2 separate regions of the Sus scrofa genome follow, and region 2 is linked to region 1. The links are chromatin contacts, called in public Hi-C maps. All regions are on one chromosome and are shown on one strand. Each heading gives the region's core, a stretch centred on a gene start, on an enhancer-like site or on the middle of the called end of the contact. The rest is flanking DNA. Distances are from core to core; before and after follow the strand shown.

Region 1 (7,305 bases), core at 1,729-4,228:
GAAATGTAAACAGTCTCTTTCAGGGACCCTGATTTCTGCGCCAAGGTCGGCACACTTAGCTCAGGGCGCCCTCTTCTGGACTCAGGCTCCATTGCACCAGCCTGGGCCCAGCCCACCAAAGGCAGGACGCATATGATTTTCTGTTTGGAAAATTGCTCTAGTTCTAACTTCAATACATCTTTGAGTTTCTTCTGCCTTAGCCACTGAAACCCCAAGATGTTCTTTTTCAATATTTGTGTTATATTTTCAGGGGGCACAGGAGTCGGTCTCCTCTTTAAAAAGGATTCCTTGGTGACTCTTTAAAAAAAAAAAGCAAAAACAAAAACCCTTCTGAGATCTGAGTTAAGCCAGTGGGACTCCATGTAAGTTTGCTAACTGTCGGGAATAAGTTCCTAAGTTTGGTTGAGTGGGAACTAGGTCGAGAAGCCCAAGGAGAACGGCAGTCAGTTGTATGTGTCCAGAGCCAAAGCATTTGCTCAAACTGGGTTTGAGACTGTGGGTTTCTGCCCCACTTGAGAAAGTTGTCAGAACCTTAGGTCAGCCTCCTGTCTCCTCTAGTCCTCTGACAAATACTGCTGGGCAGCTATTACGCACCAGCAATGTTCACAGCGGGGGACAAGGGGACAAGAGGGTCCCTTTAATCCCTCATGTGTGATAACCAGGAGGTGTTTTTATTGCAAAATACTTGAAAAAGCTCTAAGCATCATAATGAGTTACTGGAGCCTCAATAACGTTCTTTCTAATTACCTGTAATCGTTCCTGTGCTCCTATTATTCAATTGAACTAGGTTAATCCTCTCAACTCAGAAATGGCTTCTTTCTAACTTCTTAAAAGGGGCTATTCAACCCTCCAAGGCACATAATCATCATGTTAGGATCAGAAGGAGGAGGCAGGATGAAAGAAAATAGCTTTTCTGCAAAACGGCCCGTTTTCCTTGGAGCCGGGGTGGGCAGAGCCGAGACCGGGCCCTGTTTGCATGTGGGAGCCTGCAGTTACCTGGCACGTCCTCCAGAAACCCTGCCAGGTCAACCCCAGGCCCCTAACCACCCCCGCTCGCCCCATCCTGCTCATCCATCTTCTGGTTGGAGGAGAAGCACCCTACCCCCTCTCTCTCTCATTCAAGGAAGCCCTTAGGCCCATTTGCCAAACTGAGGGACATCGGGTCCTGGAAAGGACTAGCCCCAAAGAGGATGCTTCCTCGCAACCAGACCACAACATCACGGGGCCGAAGACGGCACCCAGAACACTGGGGAGGGAGGCAGGCGAGGCCGCCCGGGAAGATAAGGAAATGACGCAAGGCCAGGGGTTGGCAGAGCCAAATCCCACAGCCTCCAGTGGGATTCCGTGGGTGATTTATGCTCTGACTTTTACTAAACTTCAGATGAACCTCGCAGAGGCAGACACCCTTCTGTCCTCACTTCAGTAGGATTTATAACCGTAACACGATGCTGCTTTAAGAAAGTTACGGATCTAGTTTCTAGCATGCTATCCCAATTATAAGAGACCTTGGCTTTTTAAAAAAGCTAACCTTCTCTCTAAAATCACTCCAGGGAGCTCCTGGTGTGGCACAGCAGAAACGAAGCCAACCAGTGTCCATGAGGACGGGGGTTCAATCCCTGCCCTTGCTTAGTTGAGTTCAGAACCCAGCTAGTATCCATGAAGATCCCTGGCCTCGCTCAGTGGGTTAAGGATCCGGTGTTGCCATGAACTGTGGTGTAGGTTGCAGATGTGGTTCGGATCTGGTGTTGCTGTGGCTGTGGTGTAGGTTGGCAGTTGTAGCTTGGTGTTGACCTCTAGCCTGGGGACCTCCACAGGTTGCAGGTGCAGCCCTAAAAAGCAAAATAAATAAATAAATAAATAAAATATCTTGCGGGCTTGCTCCATCAGATGTGCTGAACTTTCCTGTGCTGTTTCTCAAGTTACCCTGTTCAATTAAATCCAGTTCATTCAGTTCAACTCACCAAATATTGACTGAGGCGAGCACTGTGTTCACAAAAGACCCAGACGTGGCCCTCAGGAAACTCACAGACCAAGAGACGAGACAGATGAATAAACAAGCTGTGTCAGTCCAGCACGGGGAGTGCTGCGATAATTGTGTACAAGGCAGCACTCGCAGGCCTCTGCTCTCATAGATTTATGGTCTGGAGGGAGGGCCAGACAGTAATCGGAAAATTGCACAAAGAAAAGCAGAGTGCAAACTTTGACCGAGGCCATGACGAGAGGCAGGCAGCACATGACAGGTTACATGGAACCTGTGGTCAGGGATGTTGAATAGGGCAGCCCTGAAGAAGGGGCAGTTGAAATGTGAAGGATGGTTCGGGGAGCGTTAGCTGTAGAGTGGAGGCCACTGTGGCCCAGGCCAAGGGAAAGCTTGTGCAAAGGAACTGTGGCCAGAGATCTCACAGTGCACTCGGGGGCCCAAACCAAAGCTGCTGTGGCCAGAACACAGGGCTGGAGCGCGGTGGTGGGGTGGCTGGGCCAGAGAGTCAGCAGGGCTGGATCTCATGCAGCCCCTGGTCAGCCATGGCCTTCACTTCTGGGTGCTCATTTCTTCATCCATGTAAAGGGGATCAGAGTGCACCCACTTGGCAGGAATAAGTTTCTAGCCCTCTTCGCACCTCGAGGAAGCCTGTATCAGCTGCTACTGGAAAGCTGGAATTCTCAGGCTCACCGTCTCACCAGGATGCACCTGCTGGCCCAGGTCAGACAGTTCTTTTCACACTGCTATGTGGGCACAGTTCCAGAGAGGTCTCAGAGGCCACAGAACATCAGCATCAGCTCCTGTAAGGGACACCGCTGGCCCTCTGGAGACATCTGAATGCGTGACTGGCTGGGCTGCTGACCACAGGGCTCAAAAACAACCACCAAGAGTTTATCCCCAAGGACCCAGAAAAAAACGAGACAGAGGAAGGAGCGCAGTGCCTCCCAGAGAAGGCTGTGTCTATAAATGGAAAGTGACACGGAGTGAAAACAAATCTTACTTGATGTGAAGCCATTTTTGACTCTGTCTGGAAATCCAGAGCAGAAGGAAGTGGAGGGGACAGGGAGACGGCTGGCATGCACCCGCGTGTGCTGTGACAGCGTGATGATGAGGGGCTGCGGCCGGCGGCCCAGGCACCCACACCTGGGCCAGACACTGGGCAGAATCCCAGGCTGCAGACGTTGGCCCCTGGGCTGAGGTGGGGAGGCGGGGAGCGGGGCGGGATGGGCAACATGCAAGGAGCTTCGGAGGAGTAGGGAGAGCAGGGCTGGGCTCCTGGACACCTGTTTCCTAAAACGGATTGTCCCAGCGTGGGAAGGGATGACCAAGCCACGAAGTGCCCAAGAAGCATCGGCTTAAAAAGCCATTAGCGCTCTCTTCAGGGCAAACATGACGTTTCAGCCCAGGCCTGTGACCCCTGGGCAATGGGCACTAGGGAATTTCCAGCATCCCAGGGCTCTGTCTGCCTCGTTAGGAAAAAACTGCACCCTGACCGTCTTAGTGGCTCTGCTTCAAAACTACTAACAAGAGGTGGCGGTGGGTAACGGGTTTTCACTATGTGCCAAACGCTGTTAAGAACTTGCCTGGAGTTCCTGCTGTGGTGCAGTGGGTGAAAGATCTGGCATTGCAGCAGCTGTGGTGTAGGTCACAGCTGTGGCTAAGAGTCAATCGCTGGCCTGAGAACTTCCACGTGCCATGGTAAAGCCAAAAAAAAGAAAAAAAAAAAAAGAAGAACTTTCCCAGGAGAATACAGCATCCATAATAACACCTGCACTCAGCATGTCTGGGTTGGAATCACAGGCCAATCCTTTGCTGGATCTCTGGCCTTGAGCAATCAGTTAACCTCCCTGGACTTCACTTTCCTCATCTGTAAAATGGGAGTGTTCAGAGTACCTAGGTCACGGGGTTCCAGAAGGACACATGAGGGAAGTGAGAGGCAGTTAGCAGGGAGCCTGGAGCCTCCATGCTATCATCACCGTGAACTCCCCTCATCTGTGCTACCCATCACCCCATATTACAGCCTGGGAAACCAGGGCTAAAAAACAGTTGTGCACCTGCGTGATGGAATATTACTCAGAGCTACAAAGAAATGAGGCATCACGCCATGAAAAGACATGCAGGAGCTTTAAATGCACGTGGCTAGAGAAAGAAGCCAACCTGAAAGAGCTACATAGGCTATGATCCAACTACAGGACATTGTGGACAACTGTGGAGGCAGTAAAAAGATCAGTGGTTGCCGGGGTTTCAGGGAGGGGAAGGTGGGGAAGAATTTTTAGGAGAGTGAAAACTGTGCCGTGACAATGGTGGACACATGTCATTTATCCAACCCCACAGCGTGTATGCCACCAAGAGTAGCTCCCAATGTGGACGGTGGGTTCTGGGCGATTAGTACGTGTCAGTGTAGGTCAACCAGCTGTAACAGAGGCACCTGTCTCATGGGGATGCTGATGATGGGAGAGGCTCTCCTTGGGCGCGGGAGGGGGACATGGGAAACCGATGTACCTTCCTCTTAAAACTGCTGTGACCCTATCTCTCAGGAGGCGGAGCTTGGCTTTATCTGAGCTCAGAGCCAGGGGTCTCACCCTCTTTCCTTGGCCAGGGTGGAAGATGTGGGCTCCTGTGGGCTGAGGCGGGGCACAGGGAGGAAGCAGGTTGCAGCTCAGGGGGGGACGCTGGGCACCTCTGGGTTACCTTCTGGGTCCCTCAGTCTCCAGGTGGGATCCCCTTGAGCCAGGAGCCCCACCCCAAGGTTCACAGGAGGGAGGGGGACATGCTGTGTTTCTGCCTCCCCCACCCTTATGCGCGCTTGGCTGGGGGAGGGGGAGAACTTGGGCGTGTGCATGTGTTAAGCTCTGTGTTTATACTTAGGGTGTAAAATGTTTACCCTCTGACTGAGCCGCCTCCTCTCCCAACACGGGAACCCCCTACTCCGCACTCCAGCACATTTCTGGAACCTGCACCCTGTGGAGCTGCTTACAGGTGTTGATCATATTTTTCCATGAGAATAACAGGCGACTGAGGGCTAGACAGTTAAGATCTCTGTCTGTCCTGAGATATTAAAGCCCTTCCAGTTGCCATCAACCGCTGTTAAGAGTCTCCAATAATGACGCTATGAGCCACACTATAAAATAGAGGTGTTGGCTCTAAGGAGGCATCACAGCCATGAGCGTCGTTCTCACCCCCACGTCATCATTTATCAGCCATGAAAGAAGTTCCAAGTTCTGGGTTAAGCAGGGTATGTGCCTTAAGTCACGTGATCGTCACCATTTTGTGGTTGGGGAGACTGAAGCTCAGAGAGGTTAGGCGACTTCTCAAAGGGCACACAGCACTACGTAAGTAGTGGACTCCACGAACTCTTTTTAGTTGCCGTATCACCTTTGGCAGCCTTTGGAACCCTTTGCATGTATCATCGTGATGAATCCCTGGATTCCCTTCTACATCAAGCCCTCGCACAGTGCATGGCATGCAGGAGCTGTCAATCAAGGTCACTCTCCTACCCTCCCCATGTACACCCATCCTCCACCATCTATCTGTCCCCACCTCCCCACCTCTCAGAAGAACCACCTGTGCTCCCCAAACCAGAGAACTGCCTAAGAACCACCTGGGGAGGTTCACTATCACGTAGGTTCAGCAGGTCTCATGTGGGACCCAGGAACCTGAATTTCATAACAAATGGCCCATGTAATTCTGACTTGGGTGTTCCTTGGAGCATACTCTGAGAAGTCTTTTAAGAAAATTAACTTTTTGGAGTTCCCATGTGGCTCAGTGCTTAACGAATCTGACTAGCATCCATGAGATACAGGTTCATTCCTGGACTTGCTCAGTGGGTTAAGGATCTGGCATTGCCATGAGCTGTGGTGTAGGTCGCAGATGTGGCTCAGATCCGTGTTGCTGTGGCTGTGGCATAGGCTGGCAGCAAGAGCTCTGATTTGACCCCTAGCCTGGGAACCTCTGTATATGCCCTAAAAGCCAAAAAAAAAAAAAAAAGAAAGAAAAATAAAATTAAATTTTCATATTTAAAAACATCTATTTTTAAATGCATCTGGTAAAAAAAATTCAGAAAGTTCAGAAGCGTGGACAGTTTTAAGTATCTCTCTCCATGTACAAAGGTGTTCCCAGCAGCAATTTGGATAGTATAGCAAGAAACTAAAAGCAACCTAAGTGTCCATCCCTAGAGAAGGCATGCAAATACAGCATGAGCTTCCTGGAAGATCAGAACTTACTGCTCTAGAAGTTACTTACATGACATTTGTTGTTAGACAGCAATTATTACAGAGAAGGTATCAAAATGGATAGATCTCAGATACAATGCCGCATGATAAAAGCAAAGTGCAGAACTACACAAAGAGAGTACAACTTTTATGAGCATTAGACACACATACACACACACTGAATTCCTAAGAGGGGCTGCCTCAGAGGAAGAAGGATAAAAATACTATAAAGGGGGGAGTAAGGGGAACTTCACCTTTCTAATGTCTTATTTCTTTTATACATAAAAAAGCCTAAAGTAAATCTGAGAGAATGTTAACATTTGCTAAATTTGGGAAGAGCACATACAGGTGGGTTTTTTTTTTAATTATTTTTTTGTTTTTCTTAAATCAAGAAGAAAGCCATCCTGCCTCCCTAAGTCACTCCATTTTCTTCCGTAAAGGCAGCCTCATGTTTACGTTGTCCCTGTTGAGTCAGTCTAGGCATGAACTCACATGTGAGCTGAATGGGGTTCTCTCCTACTCCTCCAGGACCTGGACTCATTGATGAGGGTGTCTTTGGAGCTCCGATCTATTCAGCACCTTTCCTCATTCTACCAACATTCCCAGGTCTCTCATTTGGAAAAAGCATCTCTTGGCATTCCCATCGTGGCTCAGTGGTTAACGAATCCGACTAGGAACCATGAAATTGCAGGTTCGATACCTGGCCTTGCTCAGTGGGTTAAGGATCCAGCATTGCTGTGAGCTGTGGTATAGGTCACAGATGTGGCTTGGATCCCTCGTTGCTGTGGCTGTGGCGTAGGCTGGTGGCTACAGATCTAATTAGACGCCTAGCCTGGGAACATCCATATGCCGTGGGTGCAGCCCTGAAAATTAAAAAAAAAAAAAGTATGGAAAAATCATCTCTGCACGCCTACTCAAGACACGATTCTCCTCTGGGTATGACTGTTCTGGGCAGGCGGTGTGGATGAACTGCTTTCAACCACTCACCATTGACTCAAGCCCCGGCTCCCCTCCCATGGTTCCTCCACCACCCTCCTCTGGGGACAGAACTCCCAAGGCCATTTCTTGGTCTTCAGCCCTTGATGTTTCTGCAGGATCTGATGCTCACAGTCA
Region 2 (7,305 bases), core at 1,418-3,917, 49 kb before region 1:
CGTGTGAGATGACAGTTTTGGTGAGAGATACCTGGCGTGCCTTGATTATGCCCAGAAGAGCGTCTGAAACATAGTGGGCCCTCAAGAAGTACTTTCTTGTTGATGAATGAATCCCATCCACTGTCAACCCTTACTGGGCCTGCCCGTTCTCATCTGTAAGGGATTTTTCAACCTCAACACTACTGCCTCGGGGGCCAGCCTGGATAATTGACGTGAGGTGCTGTCAAGGACACTGCAGAAGGTTTTGCAGTATCTTTTGCCTCCACCCATCAGATGCCTTGAGCACAACCCCAGTCGCAGCAACCAAAATTGTCTCCAGAAACTGCCAAATGTCTTCTGGGGAAAGGGGGTTCCCACTGATGTATAATACGGACTGTATTTGTGCAAAGGCAAAGGGCCTTTCTAAAAACAACCGATGCTGCAAAGATTGATCCTGCTTTTTCCCCGCCCTGCCCCATTAAAATGGCCTTTCTTCCTGGGTCTCCACAGTCCTTTCAAACAGATAAGGAGGTACCTTTTTCAAGGTTAAGACCTCATTCCTGACCTCCCCACAGTGTGTTGGGTCAGCCCAAGACAATGCCTGACACATAGAAACTCAGTGGGTGTTGGTTGGATATATGGATGGATGCATGGATGGATGGATGGATGGATAAGAGCCGATGATCAGTCAACAAGAGGCACTCCAGGAGCAAGAGTCTTTGCCCCTCCTGAACCTTCTAAAACCATTTTGAAAAATAATGTTACTCATACTCGCATTTAAAAATTGATCTTAAATATTCACTCCAAAGTTCACATAGATTCAAGATAATAGCTTCCCATATACTGTAAATATTGGAAATAAAAAATTAAGCTGTGGCATCATTCTTTAAATGTATCTACTAATCTGTTACTCTTATTACCTTTTCTTTCTTTCTTCTTCTTTTTTTTTTAGGGCCTCACCCACAGCATATGGAGGTTCCCAGGCTAGGTGTCGAATCAGAGCTGTAGCTGCCGGCCTGCACCACAGCCACAACAACGTGGGATCCGAGCTGCATCTGCGACCTACACCACAGCTGACAGCAACGTCAGATCCTTAAGCCACTGAGTGAGGCCAGGGATCGAACCTGCGTCCTTGTGGATGCTGGTCAGATTTGTTTCTGTTGTGCCATGAGAGGAACTCCCATCATTACTGCCTCTAATATCCTCTACAGTTTGCTTTCACAGTGCTCTCCCTCAAATTCAAGGGACAGAAGAGACAAAGTTGTTAAATAAAAACTGCCTTAGTTATTGAGGGAAGCTGAATTCAATTATTAAAGGAAGCTTCCAGTTTGAGAATGTGAACTTAGAGGTTTCTATATTTGAGGCAAAGGTTCCTTAGGTTTGTGAAGAGTGAGGGGGATGCTTTCCAGTAGGGGAAGGATTATTAGGAACACAGGCATGTTCTCAGGCAAGCCAGTTTTATGAAAAAGTACCTAAAGAAACGGGGAACCTGGAAAGTGGTTCTCTAAAAATAACCCCCCCCACCCCGGGTGCCCATTGGAAAGTCTTGAAAACCACCATCCTGGGGCGAATCATGCTAGTGGCCAGCAGAGGGCAGTGTTGGACAAGCTGTTAGGCTCCATCTCCCTGGCTCCTCCCCAGGGCAGTAGACAGAAAGGGCAATTTCCCCTGGAGGCAGTGGCGAGCCCAGCCTGGGCGGCCCAGCCCAGTCTTCTCTGGTGTGTGTGTTTGCACAGTGAATTATTCATAGGAAACTGGCTTCATGGAGACTGGAGGCCAGAGACTCTCCATCCTGTACCAAGAATCAGGGCCTGGGACTGGACACAGATGAAAACCCTTATTCTTTTTCCCCTTCAAGAAACTGTGTTTGGGGGAAGAAATTGAAGAGTGACGTCATGGGTATGAATCAACCATGGACGTTTTTGTTTTTCTTCTTAAAGAAATGAAAACAACAGTGAAGTCTCAATAATTTATAGCTTCAGGAGACAGGGAGCAAAGTGGCAGCAAGCTGCCGCTCTGCGAGCTCACCCTCCCTGGCCTCTGCCCCTCTGGCAGAGCTGTCAGGGCTCTAGAAACAACCATGCTGATGGCGCGAAGAGGAGGATGGGCAGGTGGCATTTTGTCAGGCAGGAGGGCTTCCCAGCTTCCCAGGCAGGTCTGGAGAGGAAGGATCAGAGGTGAAAATCCAAGTTCCTTAAATATTTAAAGTTTTACAAGCTTAGGAGTTAAAAGCAGAAACAGCCAGGGGAAACAGCCAGCATCTCTGTGATTCAGGGTTCGAGCCTGACTCGTCACATGCTCACACCCCCCGCCCGAGGTTGCTAAGAGGGGCTCTTATGTCTGCAGCCAGAAGTGTGTTGACGGTAGGAATGCAGTACAAAGCAGTGACTTTGCTCATGACACATATCCTTCCTGAATCCTCAAAGGGTGGGGATGAGCTGGTGGAAATAAAGTTAGGAATCTGAACTAGCTGCTCGGATATACTAAAAGTGACCTGGGGAGAAAGACCCTCTGGCTGCCCTTCCGCCTTGCACAGGGAAAGGTAACCGGGCCGGTTCCAAAAGTGGCTCGGAGACAGCTTGGATGGGACATCTGTCCTTTCATCTGGCATCTATCCAGCCCCCAAATAGCTTCTGTGTTTGGTCCAAAAATAAAATCACATGAGAGGGGGGAGAAATAAATGCACAAGGACTTGCCCTTGGACTTTCTGTGAGTGCCCCAGCCACCCTGGTCAGGGCCCTGGGAGCGTGGCCTCACCATACACTCCCCTGCCTCCCTCTCGGGGCTCCCCAAGGCTGGGGAACCAACGACCTGGATCAGGGCGGGCGTGGGCTGCCGTCTGCAGGCAGCCCCTTCTCTGGGGCCCCCTCGAGCCCCAGTCACAGCAGTGAGGGAGCGGGAGAGAGAGGACCGCAGACCCAGCCGCCCGCACTCCAGGGAAAAAGGGCATCGCCTCCTTTGGTGAAGGACACTCCCTGCTGATGGAGGATGGGAAATCCCTTCCTCCTGCCGCAGCCCAGCTGGCCTGCAGTGGACCTGCTAGGACAGTGTGGACCTTGTAGGCTGTCGCAGCTGCCGTCGCCCCAGAGAGAAAGCGCCCCAGAGCCAAAGCTCCAAGGTGAGTGCGCCTGTTTCTCCAGGGGGCTCAGATTGCGGTGGACGTTCTGCCTGGCTTCAGGCTTATGCTCAGCATGCATGCTCTCCACACGCCCCTTCTCCCTCTTCTCCTCCCTGATCTGAGTCCGTGGCGGGGGTGAGTCTATGTGATGGATGCTGGGGTAAAACATTCCTGCACTCTCCTCTCTCACTCGGAGGCCAGCCTGCTTCCAGAAAGAACTGGGTGAGTCTAATGCTTAGCAGGGAAGCAGGAAGGGGTTCCTACCAAGTGAATTATCTTTGCTGAGATCCAAGAAGACATTTCTCCGAAGAACCATTAGACAGATTCCATTACAGTCACGTTAATGTCTAGCTTTGAAAAGCTCTGCCTCAAATAGGAAATAAACAAAAGGATGCCAGCTGAACCCTTGTCATTGGGCAAAAAGGAGAAAATGCAAATGTGGTCTGCAGAGCTTCCTCCCCCGCCTCTTACCCTATCTCTTCCTGATGTCTTGGAACCCTGCAAAATATTCTTAACAGATCCAAGAATTCATTTCTTTGGTTGTGAACAAGAAGGAATACATCAAGGGTTTGGGAAGAACTGCTCTGAAAGCAGAGCCCAGGGACAAAGAAGAAGGGAGAAATTTTGTGGAGCCATGGTTTCTTCCTTCTCTAGTCTCTGCCTCCCAAGCCTGGGACAGGTGCCTGCACCGCTTCTGGGATACGGGCTAAAGTCTCCATCACTTGGGCACATGCACTGTTTTTCCGAGACACGCACCGCCCCTCACTAGGGACCACAAATAGCTATGCTGAGGGTAAACCAATAAAATGTTGGTAGGAACAAGGTACCTCCTTGACTATGTCAAGATTCTTTTAGGGACAATGGACTGAAATCCAGTTGGAAGAGACTTAGGCAACTGGCAAGGCCAGGGGTTTGGGAAGGTGGGGTCCAGGTGCCTAGGCAATGGCACCCTGAATCTGTCTCTCTGCATTTGTTGGCTCTGTGTCCCTGCGTCATTCTGTTCCCCGGGAGGCTCACCTATCCTGGGGGCAGGGTGGCGGCCAGCCGCTCCAGGCTGCACCCTGGGGGCACAGCCCCCCTTCAAGAACGGTGCTCCCCTTCCCTGCAGTTCTAGCTAGACTCTCAGGGTCACGTTTCACAGAGCCAGTGTGGGTACTGCACCCAGCCCTGCCATGGGGTCTGGTCATCTCCACCCCAAAGCACATGCCCTGAGAGTGATGACGGGCGGGGGTCCCCAAAGACAATCGAGGGGGCTGGCTGCAGGACTGCCGAGGTCCCTGCTTACCATTTTCTGCTGCGTTTTTGGTGGGCTGTCTGGATGAAGAGCCAAAACTCCTCCAACATAACTCCTCCTCCTTCCTCCCTCTTTCCGTCCACAAAAATGTCTTAGTGACAGAAAGTCTCATAGGGCACGTGACTGTCTACTGAACAGGTGCCTGGCAGACCCCATGGCCTGTCTTTCCTAGGGACCCTGAGAGTGGGAAAGACACCAGAAGGTTTGTCTCTGGCTCAGTCCCCAGACTGCTCCCCATGCCTACACCCACCGGGCCCCCCCCCCCGCCCGTGCTCCCATGGGTGTCCCCTTTCCCTCCCGCCCCTGCCCGCTGCTGTCTCCCTCTGCTCTGTGATGTGAACCCTCCAGCCTTTATGGGCTGGACTCCTCTGGCCCCTCCAGTCTCTCCTGCCCTCTCCACTCCTGAACCCGGACAGCCCTGCCCCCAGCACCACAGTTCCCTCTGATGCCTTGTTGCCCTCCCAACCTGAATTTTACATTCCTGGGGACAATGAAGTTCCATCCCCAGCCCTCTCTGTGGCATCTGATACATGTCAGGGGTTCCCAACCACTTAAAAAAAATCAGCCTCCCTAAATAGCTTAGAGAGGATGGCTGGAGTATGTGAGATCCTGAATTCTGATTTTATAAGTGACATAATAACCATGACAGGGAGTTCCCCTTGGGGCTCAGTGGTAACAAATCCAACCAGGATCCATGAGGACGCAGGTTTGATCCCTGGCCTCGCTCAGTGGGTTAAGGATCTGGCGGTGCTGTGAGCTGTGGTGTAGGTCACGGACACAGCTTGGATCTGGTGTGGCTGTGGCTATGATGTAGGCTGGTGGCTACAGCTGCAATCTGACCCCTAGCCTGGGAGCCTCCATAGGCCATGACTGTCACCCTAAAAAGCAAAAAAAAAAAAAAAAAAAAAAGAAAAGAAAAAAAAGAATAACCATGAAAGACAGGCATTAATGGAGCTCCGAATGTATGCTGGGAGGTAAATACTGCTATTATCCCATTTAATAGATGGGGACACTGAGCCTCAGAGAGCTTAGCCACCTGTCCTGGATCACACAGCTAGTAAGTGGTGGCCTGGGGACAGGAACCCAGGCATGCCTTCCATTGCCCTTCCTATTAAATCCCTCAATTACGCACTTAGCAATGGCTCTTTCTACAGCCTGATTTTATTTTATTTTTTAACTTTTTGGTGGTTCTTTTTTTTTTTTTTCTTTTTAGGGCCACACTTGTGGCATACGGAGGTTCCCAGGCTAGGGGTCTAATCGAAGCTACAGCTGCCAACCTACGCCACAGCCACAGCAACTTGGGATCTGAGCCGCCTCTTCAACCTACACCTCAGCTCAAGGCAACGCCAGATCCTTAACCCATTGTGCAAGGCCAGGGATTGAACAACCGCAACCTCATGGTTCCTAGTCGGATTCGTTAACCACTGCGCCACAACGGGAACTCCCTGGTGGTTCTTTTTTTAGGTTTAATAAATATGAGTTCTAATTTCCTACATATACATACCCACAGAGAGGAAGAAATGGCATTAAAAAATAAGTAAAACTCCCACCTAATTGTAATATATCAAGTGTGTTTCAAATCAATCATCTTTAAAAGCACATTTTATAAAATATCTCCAGTAAGTTGACCATACATTCCTATCATGTGTTTCTGATTTGCTGCTGAGAGACGTGAACCACACAATAGAAAGGCAGCAAAGATAATCAATTGCTCCTCAACTCTAACACCTAAAGTTAAAAAAGTTGGGTGAATGACACAAAGTATGAAAATTTCCGTAAATATTTGCCCATAGCCAGAAAATATTCAGGTTTGGTCTATTCCGCTGCCTGATTTTAAAGAGCAAGGGGCACAGGTCAGAGAGCTTGAGGAGTTCAGTATTTTCAGCCCCTCTTCTGCCACCCTGGCTCTCAGTGCCTCTGTGGGGGGGGGGGTTGTTATTAGACTGTACCCAGGGGTCAGGGGTCACACCCCTACTCCAGAGCCAAAGAGAAGGTCAGGGACATGGGGATTTCCCAAAAGGAGGTACCTCTGGGGCTCTGCAGAGAGCGAGGTGTTTTTTGATTAAATGACGGCTCTAATTAGAGTGGTCTTGGGGGAAACATTAGCTGGAGGGTGGGCTTGAGAATTTAAGCTTTGCCCACCCGGCTGTCCGTCTCTAGGCATGGCCCCTGAACAGGTGACCAGGCAGGGACCCCCCTCAGAGGGCAGCTTGCAGGATTTGGAAAGCAACCAAATCAGATCTCAAAGGAAATTCACATCTTAAGCAAATGGCATTTTTTATACCGTCTGTGCCTCCACATCCAGCCACTGTCCTCTTGGTTGATGCTATTACCTGCGGGACACCTTGGTCTGAGGGTATCTGTCACCTGGGGAGCCCCTGATCTGAGGGTATCTTGTTTCTCTGACGCACATGAACCTACTCCTCTGGGTGAACATCTCAGGAGCAGATCCCATGGGGTTTATGTCCCGAATCCTCACAATATCCCTGAGAAGAGTCAGAGCTCTGGGGTCCTCTGGGGTCCTCACAGCGGAGGCACAGTGACACGGAGTCACATCCCAGGCAACACAGAAGCCTGGAGAGGCCCAGACTTAGGACAGAGGAGCTCTCAGATCTTGCAGAACCCAGCCTACTGGCTTCCTCATGAGGTCGTGATAGAACACAACTGAAACCCCAAGGATTACGTAGGCTAAGTAAAATGCTTGGTGTAAATCTTTAAAAGAAAAAGTACCACTGGACCCAAGAGAACTGAAAAATGTATGCTCACACAAAAACCTGTACATAACACAAATGTTCACAGCACTGTCATCCATGACGGCCGAATTGAGGAAGCAAGGCTGAGGTCCGTTCATCGATGAATGAATAAAATGTGGCATCAATTGGATTATTGCTCAGCAAGGAAAAGCAATGATGTT

What was found. A called contact is a pair of places that touch in the nucleus more often than the background predicts.
Region 2: a Hi-C map of skeletal muscle shows a contact between it and region 1, with 8 times the contacts expected there. The contact joins the promoter of FGF1 here to the enhancer-like site in region 1. A contact is called at or near these places in 3 of 5 promoter capture datasets (fetal liver, fetal skeletal muscle and liver), 20 of 47 Hi-C or Micro-C datasets (alveolar macrophages, brain, embryonic fibroblasts and 13 more) and 1 of 2 datasets of contacts at active chromatin or transcription factors (skeletal muscle).

Annotation. Positions count from the first base shown.
Region 1 is chr2:144,187,729-144,195,033 of Sscrofa11.1, reverse strand. All of the region lies in intron 2 of FGF1 (fibroblast growth factor 1), which reads left to right. Among named protein-coding and RNA genes, the nearest start is that of FGF1, 50 kb to the left of the region's middle. Within about 2 kb of position 2,978, at least 18 of the 83 cell types and tissues checked have an H3K27ac peak or open chromatin away from gene starts, as enhancers often do. A contact at or near this core is called in mesenteric adipose tissue, omental adipose tissue, skeletal muscle and 1 more, where this site is marked.
Region 2 is chr2:144,236,707-144,244,011 of Sscrofa11.1, reverse strand. FGF1 (fibroblast growth factor 1) reads left to right here and starts at 2,667. Exons shown (of 6, transcript XR_002341962.1): 1 at 2,667-3,097.